Regions from separate parts of the Rattus norvegicus genome. Here region 2 is linked to region 1. A link is a contact called in public Hi-C data. All regions are on one chromosome and are shown on one strand. The core of a region is the stretch at or near the end of the contact, and the rest is flanking DNA. Distances in the headings are between cores, read along the strand shown. Region 1 has its middle 63 kb from the start of Fam43a. Region 2 holds the start of Fam43a (family with sequence similarity 43, member A).

Evidence for each region. A called contact is a pair of places that touch in the nucleus more often than the background predicts.
Region 2: a contact with region 1 is called in a Hi-C map of kidney, with 3 times the contacts expected there. The contact joins the promoter of Fam43a here to the enhancer-like site in region 1. A contact is called at or near these places in 7 of 12 Hi-C or Micro-C datasets (the A7r5 cell line, the Rat2 cell line, Schwann cells and 4 more).

The regions. Positions count from the first base shown.
Region 1 is chr11:83,571,353-83,576,227 of GRCr8, forward strand. No RefSeq gene overlaps it. Among named protein-coding and RNA genes, the nearest start is that of Fam43a, 63 kb to the right of the region's middle. Within about 2 kb of position 3,464, at least 9 of the 93 cell types and tissues checked have an H3K27ac peak or open chromatin away from gene starts, as enhancers often do. A contact at or near this core is called in kidney, where this site is marked.
Region 2 is chr11:83,633,520-83,638,315 of GRCr8, forward strand. It overlaps Fam43a (family with sequence similarity 43, member A), which reads right to left and starts at 2,794. Exons shown (of 1, transcript NM_001039002.2): 1 at 1-2,794. The coding sequence starts at 1,890. The coding sequence ends at 598.

The DNA of each region.
Region 1 (4,875 bases), core at 2,214-4,713:
TGGGAAGCGATTTGTCATCCCAAACTGAACACTGAGAAAATACAGACTGCTCTTTCTCAGGGACTGGCAGAAACAAGACCCCTCAGGAGCAACTGAGACCAAGAGGGCGCTATTGCACCTGGGAATAAGAAGGATGCTGCTTGCTAATCAACAGGCAACCTCTGTTTAGCCTATCTATGCTACACCTCTCCATAGGCAGGTCCAGCTAAGCTTCAGAGAAGTGGTTCTCAAATGTGGTCCATGAGCCACGGGCATCAGAAGCATCCGGGAAGCATGGTTACACACCGATGCTCAGACCTCACCCCAGACCACCAAACCAGAATCTCTGGAGAACCTTGGAATATGCATTTTACAACAGGATCCCCAGGGAGCTCAGTGCATTAGAATCTAGGTACCCAGTGGATGCTGGTTTGTGAGTGAAGACCACATGAAGGCTAATTCCAAGGAAACAGCAGACTCTCTGGTGCTGGGCTCTGCTTTGGTTTCCCAACTCCTTCTCACTCCACGCTCCCATAACAAAGGCAGCAGGGGTAGAGCCACGAGCACCCCCAATGGACTGCAACTTTACCAGTTGCCTCTGTTTGAACACCTTTTCCACACCACACTCCTCATTCCATCCATCCAGTGACCGTGCAAACTCCTTGTTCTGGGAAAGGCTGTATCTTCATTCTCTTGGCCAGGAACACCTTCACTGGCCTCTCTTAGTGACATCTCTCAAGGCACCATGACATAGCCACTGTGCATGCGTTAGAACACTGGGACGGGGGCTGAAGAGAACATACTCCATATCTGGAGGAAGTAAGATGTGAAGGGATATGACAACTGTGCTCTCATCTTTGTGAGGTTTTACTTCACCCACGCTGTGGCTCTCAGGTCAAGCCCACACGTCATCAACATCTGAGCCCTTAGCTCTTTGCTGTGTAGGTCACCCTGTGCACTGGCCCTCAACTCCTGGCCAAGTTCTCGTAAAGCAGAACCACCAGGTCTTCATGCTTCTCAGAGCTGCCGGAGTTCTAACAAGGGGTGGTTGGGGTGTTAAGACAGCTGCACATGCCAGTAAGTGTTGATGCCTATAGTGGGTTGGCCTGAGGCTGCTTGTAGTCTAATGCTAAGGGAAGGCCCCCAAGACCTGGAGTCTGCACGTAGACCTGTGACCCTGCCCCACAGTTATTTCTGGTTGGTAAATAAAGATGCCAACAGCCAATAGCTGGGCAGAAGAGACATAGGTGGGGTTTAGGTTTCCCGGACTTGGGGTCAGAGGAGGACCACAAGGAGAAAAAAGAAGGTGAGGAGGAAGAAGAGGAGAAGGAAGAAGAGGAAGTTGATAAGCTGCCATGGGTTAGTAGTCAGGAGAACACGGCCCTGAGGGCTGGCCAATTGGAGTTAAGAGCAGCACAGATGAAACACAGTTAAGTAATAACTCAGGGTTATCAAGAGGAAAGTCGATTCTAATAGCATAGAGGGTGGGCAGCTGTCCAACTCTTGTGCTGTTTAAGGCTTATTGTGAATATGAAGGTTGTGTGTGTTTTTTATCCAGGAACTAATTGATCTAAGACAGTATAGAAACCCTGGGTCAGGATTAAATCATTTCCACAACAGATACCCTCTGATTCTTGTGGCACACAGCCCTGGCAGAGAGAGCCTACACTAGGGAAAGTCTCTGGTTTCCCAACTGTGGCTCTTCAGTGGGGAACGTGATGTCCCATCTGCTCCTGGTACCTTGACCCTCCTCCTACCCTCCACACCTCTCAAATGAGTCCACTCAGATCTTACTTGGGAGCTCAAGAGACAAGTCCTGCTTTACAAAGCCCTGGTCCAGTCATCAGGGACCTCTCTGGATGAGGCCAGAGTCTAGCCCTCTTCTACTTCATCATCCTTGGTTGCTGTTGTCCATGTGGCTCTTGGGAACAGGCCATTGATGGATGAAGCCAGAAGCCTGGTTCATGACTGGGCTCTCAACTTAGCTTTCTACTCAATCAACTCTGTATCCCCACGTGAATAGAGTCCAAATCCAGTAGCCATTCTGGGGGGTTGTAATAAGAACTTATCAGACAGCAGATGCTGGAGAAGTTCTTAAAAGAGCACAAAACATTCTGGGTTTAGAAAGGTTTCTTTCTTTTTTATTTATTTTTAAATTTTAGGCTTGAAGGTTTTTTAAAATTTTTTTCCTGCTTTAAAAATTGTATATGGGGCTGGATAGATGGCTCAGCGGTTAAGAGCACTTTGGACTGCTCTTCCAGAGGTCCTGAGTTCAAATCCCATCAACCACCTAGTGGCTCACAGCTGTCTGTAATGGGATCCGATGTCCTCTTCTGGTGTGTCTAAAAACAGCTACGGTGTACTCTAATAAATAACACAAATAAACCTTTTTTTAAAACTTTTATCTGTGTATATAAGGTAAAAGGAAGAAGGGGTAGGAGGGAGAATGTAAAAGTTTTGGAAACAGATAAAAAGACAAGTTTCACTGTTAGGAGGTTAAAGCATTTTCTTTTTCTTGTGCTGGGGATAAAGTTCGGGGCAGGCAAGTGTAGAAGCTCCAGTCTGCTGATGTACAGCATTTCCTTCTGCTTCTGTTACTCTGAGACAGGGTCTCAATGAGTTCCTCAGGCTGGTTTTCAACTTGCAATCCTCCTGAGTAGCTGGGATTTCAGGCTTATTCTACCACTCCCAGAGAGGGAAAGAGAGAGACAGAGAGACAGAGAGACGAGAGAGAGAGAGAGAGAGAGAGAGAGAGAGAGAGAGAGAGAGAGAGAGAGATCTTTTTTTTACAACCAAGGACATACTTTATAATTTTTTTTTTCCGGAGCTGAGGACCGAACCCAGGGCCTTGTGCTTGCTAGGCAAGCGCTCTACCGCTGAGCTAAATCCCCAGCCCATACTTTGTAATTTTTAAATAAATGTCGTTTGAAGGGGGTTTTTGTTGTTGTTGTTGTTATTGTTTTGCTGTTTCTGCAGAGCACTCCCCAGATTGGTTGTTCTTGCTGGTTTTGTTTTCCCAGGAAGTCTTTGTAGACACGGACCCTAGGACCCGAGGATGGTGAAGATGAGGTTCAGGGCAGGGATCTTTTGGACTGTTCTACTGGGATAATCCCCCTGTAGACTATCCCGAAGGGAAGGGAAGGGAAGGGTGCTTTAGTCTCACTGCCCATGTTTCTTTCTCCTAAAGTCGGTAACTAAGTGACAGGGACCTGTTCTCGTTGGCAGAGCAAAGCAGCAGCAAAGCCAGGATGAAAGCCCAGAGCAGGGTGCCCAGAGAGCCCTGGTCCTGGTCTAGCATCCTGCAGAGCAACAGGAGGAGGCCACTGCTTCCCTGCAGAGCATCTGATGTCTGCCATCGGCTGGGGACAAGCAGCCCTGCAAGGGCTTGAACTTTTAGCTTCGGCTGTCACCATGGATGAATAGCCTGGGACTCAGAGCTCTGGATTCTTCTGGGTGCCCTTCTGCCTGCTCAGTCACCCTGAGCAAGTCCATCTGACCCGTTCCAGTCCTGTGAGATGAGAGCACCGGACTGGATCTAACACACATCACTCTAAAGACAAAAAGGAAAGAGAAAAAAAAAAAAGGACAAGAAAACAGTTTGCATTTGGCTCTACATAAAAAGACCAACGACCTTCAGTTGTTGGTGCCCGGTCATAACAGATCCCTCTGCTGGCTGTAAAACTGACCCAGCTGGACCCAAAGCTACAGGCTGGGGTAGGGAGTCTGCAGCAGCCAGAATCTGCCAGAGAGGGCAGAAAAATAAAGTTCTTTCAAAGTGTGGCCAAGTGGCTGGAACACCCTAATGTCGTCTCAGCGCCGGGCTCACCATTGGCACCACAAAGATCACAGCCTGGGACAGAGGACCAGGTCACACAGTTCATTCCTCCCCATAAGGGGCAGGGGCCAGGAGCCACTCCTCCAGGCAAGGTCCCCGGCAGAGCTGACTGTCTTCAGTCTGTGCACGCACGGCAGACTCTAGACACTGGGTTGGAACAGGCATCCTCCTGTTGGGTGATGAGCGCAGATCGAGAACCTCCGACGGCATCTTGGCCTGGCTGGCTTCTGCGCGGTTATCTCGGCTTTGCTGTGAGACTTAGTTCAAATCACCTTGTGGAAAACACTTCTGTTGCTTCCTTTCCCAGGCGACTAGGAACTCGAGCAGCCTTATTAGTGGCTGTAAAATCAGGGCCAATTGGGAGAAGGTGGGGCTGAGGCTAATTGTTTCCCCGGGTGCCTCTGAGCTGACTTTGGAACTCTGGCTCCAGAAGGCTGAGTCGCTCTGTTCCGCATCAAGGCACTGGGATCCGTGGGAAGCAAGGGATTTCTTGACATCTTCATCTCCGTCAGACTTCCTGCTGTGGGACAAAGGGATGGGAAAAACACAGGGGACTGCATAGACCAGCCCTCATGTTACTGAAACTGTGACAAAGCCAAGGCTGTAAGTCCCTTATCTGGCCACGGGTCCCAAACACACCACCCTGACTCCTCCATCCCACAGAATGCCCCTTCTCCTTTTCTCGAGGGGAACCTCCTGTGCCCGTGGGTCATCCTGTTCCCCTGGCAGATGCTCATCACAGAAGAAGCTACCTCAGAGGGAGATCAGGTGATCTGAGCAGCCAAGAACAAGCAGACCGTAGAAAGGAATCTCTGCTTTATAAATTAGCTACGGTCGCTAATCCCTCCCCAGTTAAGTATTTCCAGCCGCCGCAAATGTTCTAACACCCTCGGAATTCAGGTCCCTTTGGCTTATTCATCTTATAACGCTGGAAGCTCGTTTGTTAGCTTTTTTTTTCTTCAGTGTGTCCAGTCAGGCTCGTTCATGTTGTTCTAGTCATTCCCCAGCGTCCTGCTACTCTAGTAACCCATTTCTCACGCTGCTGAGAAATGGGGGCCCAT
Region 2 (4,796 bases), core at 1,544-4,043, 61 kb after region 1:
AAACACAACTTTCATACCCCGCCCTCCGCCCCCCATAAAAGAGTTATCTGAGAAATTTGGCATACTTTCAAGAGTTTGAGTCTGAGGTAAACAGCCCAAGCTCTCATATCCAAAAGAACTGGGGGCAGGTAAGCGGCATTAAAGCCTCAACATTATGAAAGTGACTTTGTTAATGAGATATTGAAGACAGAGAGAGGCCTTCCAGTCAGGGGGTCTGGAGAGGAAGTTAACCCCTCCTTCCCAAGCCCCAGCTGCCTCACAAACAGGAAACCGGCTGCTGGGCACCTCCAGCCCGCCCTTGGCCTTTTCCAGCTTCAGCCCGCTTTCCCTCACCCACCCTGGAAAGCCTATCTCTTTCCTTTGTAGTGCTTCTTCCCCGCCCCCCATCTCCCGGCTCACAACCTGAGCCACCTCAGAGCCAAAAGCGCTGGGGTAACTGGAGAGAGAATAGCTCTCCAGGAAACTCCAAACCCAGGGCCTCAAGTGCATCATTTTCCCTTTCCTGGAGTTTAAGGGGAATAGAACTACTGTTGGGGAACCACTGTGTGTATGTGGAGGGCTGGGGGGAGTGAGCGCACGGAGAAGTCTTCTGGTAGCTTAGCTTGAGTAGGGCTCATCTAGGCTGGTGCTGTCAGCAGGGCCGGATGGGTTGCCAGGGCTGGCCGAGGTGGCGTCCAGGCCTCCACCCTCGATGGAGCTCTCGCTGCCTGTGCTCTCGCCCGACAACAGGCGTGTCACCCTTAAGTCGGACTCCAGGGTGCTCACGTCATTGCCAAAGCTAAGGTCACCCAGGTCACTAATAAGCTGTGACAGTTGGGCCTTCATGTCTGAAGCACAGCCTGACAGAGGAAGTGGTGTCCCGGAGCTGGGGCCCAGAGAGACCCCACCGTCCCCCAACGCCTCCTCGTGGCCATTTTCCAGCGGGTCCAGCAAGTCCTCACATTCCAACTGCATGGCCACCACCAGCGCCCTCTGCGTCTCAGCCTCTTCCTCTGCTGGATCCCCATCCCCCACGCGGTCCTCTTCTTCTTCCTCCTCCTCCTCCTCCTCCTCCAGGCAGCCCTCGAGGTGCTCCTCTTCTTCTTCTTCCTGCAGCTCCTCCTCCTGCTGTTCCCCAAGCAGGTCCTCGGTGATGGAGCCCAGCTTGGGAGCGCTGCGGCTACGCTCCACTGGCGGCTTGTAGCAGCAAGGTCCGTGCAAGAGCAGCTTGCGCAGCGGCACTAAGGGGATGGTGTGTGCGCCCACCAACTCCTGCTGCTGGTGACGTGCATCATCCCGCCGCTTGAGACGTTTAAACTCTGCCAGAGCGTTGGCTGACGTCTGGTAGAGCAGCAGGGCCATGGCCTGAGCCTTCTCCGGCTTGGACACCAGCACCGCGTGGCAGCGTAGCATTACCGCCTTGTGCTTCAGCTCATGCCGGTACACCCAGGCGAAGACTTTGGGCAACCGCGCGTCTGCCACACAGTAGGTGACGCGGTGCAGCAGGTAGAGGTGTCCGGGACGTCGCAGCGCTCGTTCCTCGGCATGCACCATGCGGATGCCTTGCGCACTCACGGTCAGCTTCATCTTAGTCCCTTGACGGCCGGCCTCACTCTTGCTCCAGATCTTGCCCACCGCTAGGTCAGTACAACCGTCCCCGCGAGCCTGGATGGTGGTGGCATTCCCCAGGTAGAGCACAGTGTAAGTGGGGTCCTCGCTGGTGATGTGCAGCTTCTTGCGCTTGGAGCGGAACATGCTGCCCACCCGGCTGAGCGCGCCTTCCGGGCAGGCTCTCGCCAGGGAGCTGAGCGCGGAGTAGTGCAGGCTCACAGCGTAGCCCTTAGGCTTGGACGCCTGCCGCGGCGGCGCCTCGGCCAGCAGCTCGAACTTGTGCTTCTTCCACGGCAGCATCTCCGGAGGACGTCCGGGAGTGGCTGGGCGGCGGTGGCCGAGCGCGGGGTACGAGCCCCGCAGGGCCACCAACCCAGGCGTCGCTTTGCCCGGGCAAGCTCGAAAAATAAAACTCGAGCTGGGAGGACCTCCAGGACAGGAAGATGGAGGCAGGAGAGGCCAGATAGTGCTTGGGAACCCCGCAGGGGCTGGGGTACAATCTTAGAAAGAAAGAAAAAAAAATATTCAGCTTCGAGTGTGCAAAAGAGAGGCGTATACACACAAGGGGAGGGGGAGTGAGAGAAAATATTACAGAAGCTTAGATGAGGAAGACTAGGACAAAAGTCTCATACAAGCAACGAAATAAGAGAGCAGAACGGAAAATATGTTAGAAAAAGACCAAATGAGTGCGTGCAAATAAATAGAGGGGGAGGGCTCGGCCAAAACAACCGGGATGGTGAGAGAATAAGCTGGAACTCTTCTTCAGCGAACGTGACACACACACAAGTCTTGGGCCAGGGCCAGGAGCCGCGGAAACTACAGCAGTGCGCCCAGGGGCCGGTGCTCCCCACCCCCAGTGGGTGCCGGAGAGGGCGAGCCCCTTGGCTGGGCTGGTCCGGGAATGAGCAGCTTGCCCCAAGTGCGGTCCGAGAGGTCTGGCTGGCCGCGGCGGGCCAAGCACAGCAGTCCCGCAGCTCACTGCATCCTCGATCCGAGGGGACGCCGGAGACTCGCGCTCCGCCGGCTCGGCCAGGGTAGCGCGGGGTTCCGAGGGCAGGACGCGCACATCGTCCGCTCCGGGGACTGCCGCTACCTCATTGCTTCCCTCCGGGGGTGTCCGGCTCCGCTTCGGGGTTCTCCGCGATCTGCAGCGCGCCCTCTGTGGTCGTGCGCGCGGTAGCCGACTCGCTCGCCTCACATCATTGCTGTCCGAGAGGAAGATCTCGGGTTAATATAGGCCGGCGCGAACCATTCACCGCGCGGACAGGGGAGGAGCACAGGAGAGGATCCCTTTAGGGCTGCGACGCCGGACGCAATTCTGGTCTCTTAAAGGGACCAGGTTGCAGGCACTGGTCAAATGAGGGGAGGACTAGTCCACTTAGGCAACCACGTCCCAGATTTACCAGCATCCCCTTTAGCTATAGAAACCAAAAAGACCCGGAGTTACCCGATAGCAAGAGGAACTTAAACTTGGACACTCCGCCCTAGGCTAAATTGCAACTGGCTGAATAAGTGTGTATGTCTAGATCGAAACTACTGGAGGAGGGGTGGAAGTTGAGATTGAAGACTGGGAGAAATTGTATTTTTGTTGTCGTCATCGTCGTCGTTGTTGTAGTTCTGTTCCTTCTGTGACAACTTCAAGAGAATTTGCAGGTTTGTTTACTATTATTCTTCAATAATCATCTATTAAACAAAATACAAAAGAAAGAAAAGAAAGGAAGGAAGGAAGAAAGAAAAGAAAGGAAAAGAGAAGAAAAGAAAAGAAAAGACGAGAAAAGAAAAGAAAATATAGGAGAGTCAAAGACTTATCTGTTAACTCTCTTGGTGCCATTTCTCCGCCGGTGAACAGCAGGTAGCGAAAAGCTCGTGGTTTAGATGACTGCCTTGAACAGTATTGAACACAGTAGTGAATGATCCCTAAGTTACTTGCTTCCAGTTTCCACCCCGTCCCAATAACACCCTCTCCTGCCACAGACCCTCAGAGTAAGACGCTTTTTTGAGACATGAGAAGTTTCTAGGTAAGGCTGTGCTGCTGTATGTAGGCCTACCTTCTTGACACTCAGGGGCCAATCAGTAAAAGCAAAATGACTTCTAGTTGATAGATGAGACATTTGAGTGAACAGAAATATTTTTTTTTTGGCTGGGTTAACTTCAGCCAAAAATAAAACGAAATAAAATTTAAAAAGTAAATAAAAAACAAAACCTCAAAGTCCTATGAGAATCTGGGAGAAGAGAGAAGAGAGTTCACTGTGACTAAGAAAATTAAAAAGGATTCAGGGAGCGGGTGATGTTTGACAGATGACTTCTCCCAACAGGAGGAGGATTGGAGGGTTTATGAGAGTAGAAGATGATGAAATTCCAGGGTTAAAATGTAGACTCCTGGGCTGGAGAGATGGCTCAGTGGTTAAGAGCCATCTATAATGGGACCCAGTGCCTTCTTCTGGTGTGTCGGAAGAGAGGGACAGTGTACTTGTATAAATAAAATAAATAAACCTTTAAAAAAATATATATAGACACTTGTCTAAGATGGGACAGAGTAAGTGACAAAAAATAAGAAATATTTCCCCATCAAAAAAGTGTCCTATAATGGATTTAAATCCCTCTCACTCTCTGAAGGAAGGAGTGGTCTTTTCCTGACTGGCTGTAAACTAGGGTCCTAGTGGCCTACTTGCCAGCTGTGTGGTTGGGTTAGTTGGGGGCAGGGGGGTACCAGGCACCATGATGGAACAAACCAGAATTACAGTAATCCATCATGCTAACACTGATGTTTCTTTTCTGCCAAAGGGACTGCAATGTTGTGCTTATTAGTGTGTGCACACAATATAAATTATGGTGCAATGCCAATAATGACAACTTGCCATCTAAAGGACAAAATATTCTGGGGGAAGCCTACCAGCTCAGCCTCGGCTGAGTCATCCTTTCCCACTCCATAATCTCAAACTCTAAGTTCTAAGTAGATCCCATATTCAAGAAGTTAACATATCTAAGTGGCCAGGATGTCTGAGGGCTCCAAAGGGCTTTGGGGAGCAAGAAGAGGATGAAAGCTGGTCTCACCTCCACTGGAGGCATGATCATGGACTACACCCAGTGACAGAGAAACCAGAGAGAAACAGCGATGAAGAAGCCATCAACCACAGCTCTTCGGTGGCAGCGGGAATACGAGTCTCAGATGTACAGGCTGTGTCACGCCTAACTACCTGTTTAAT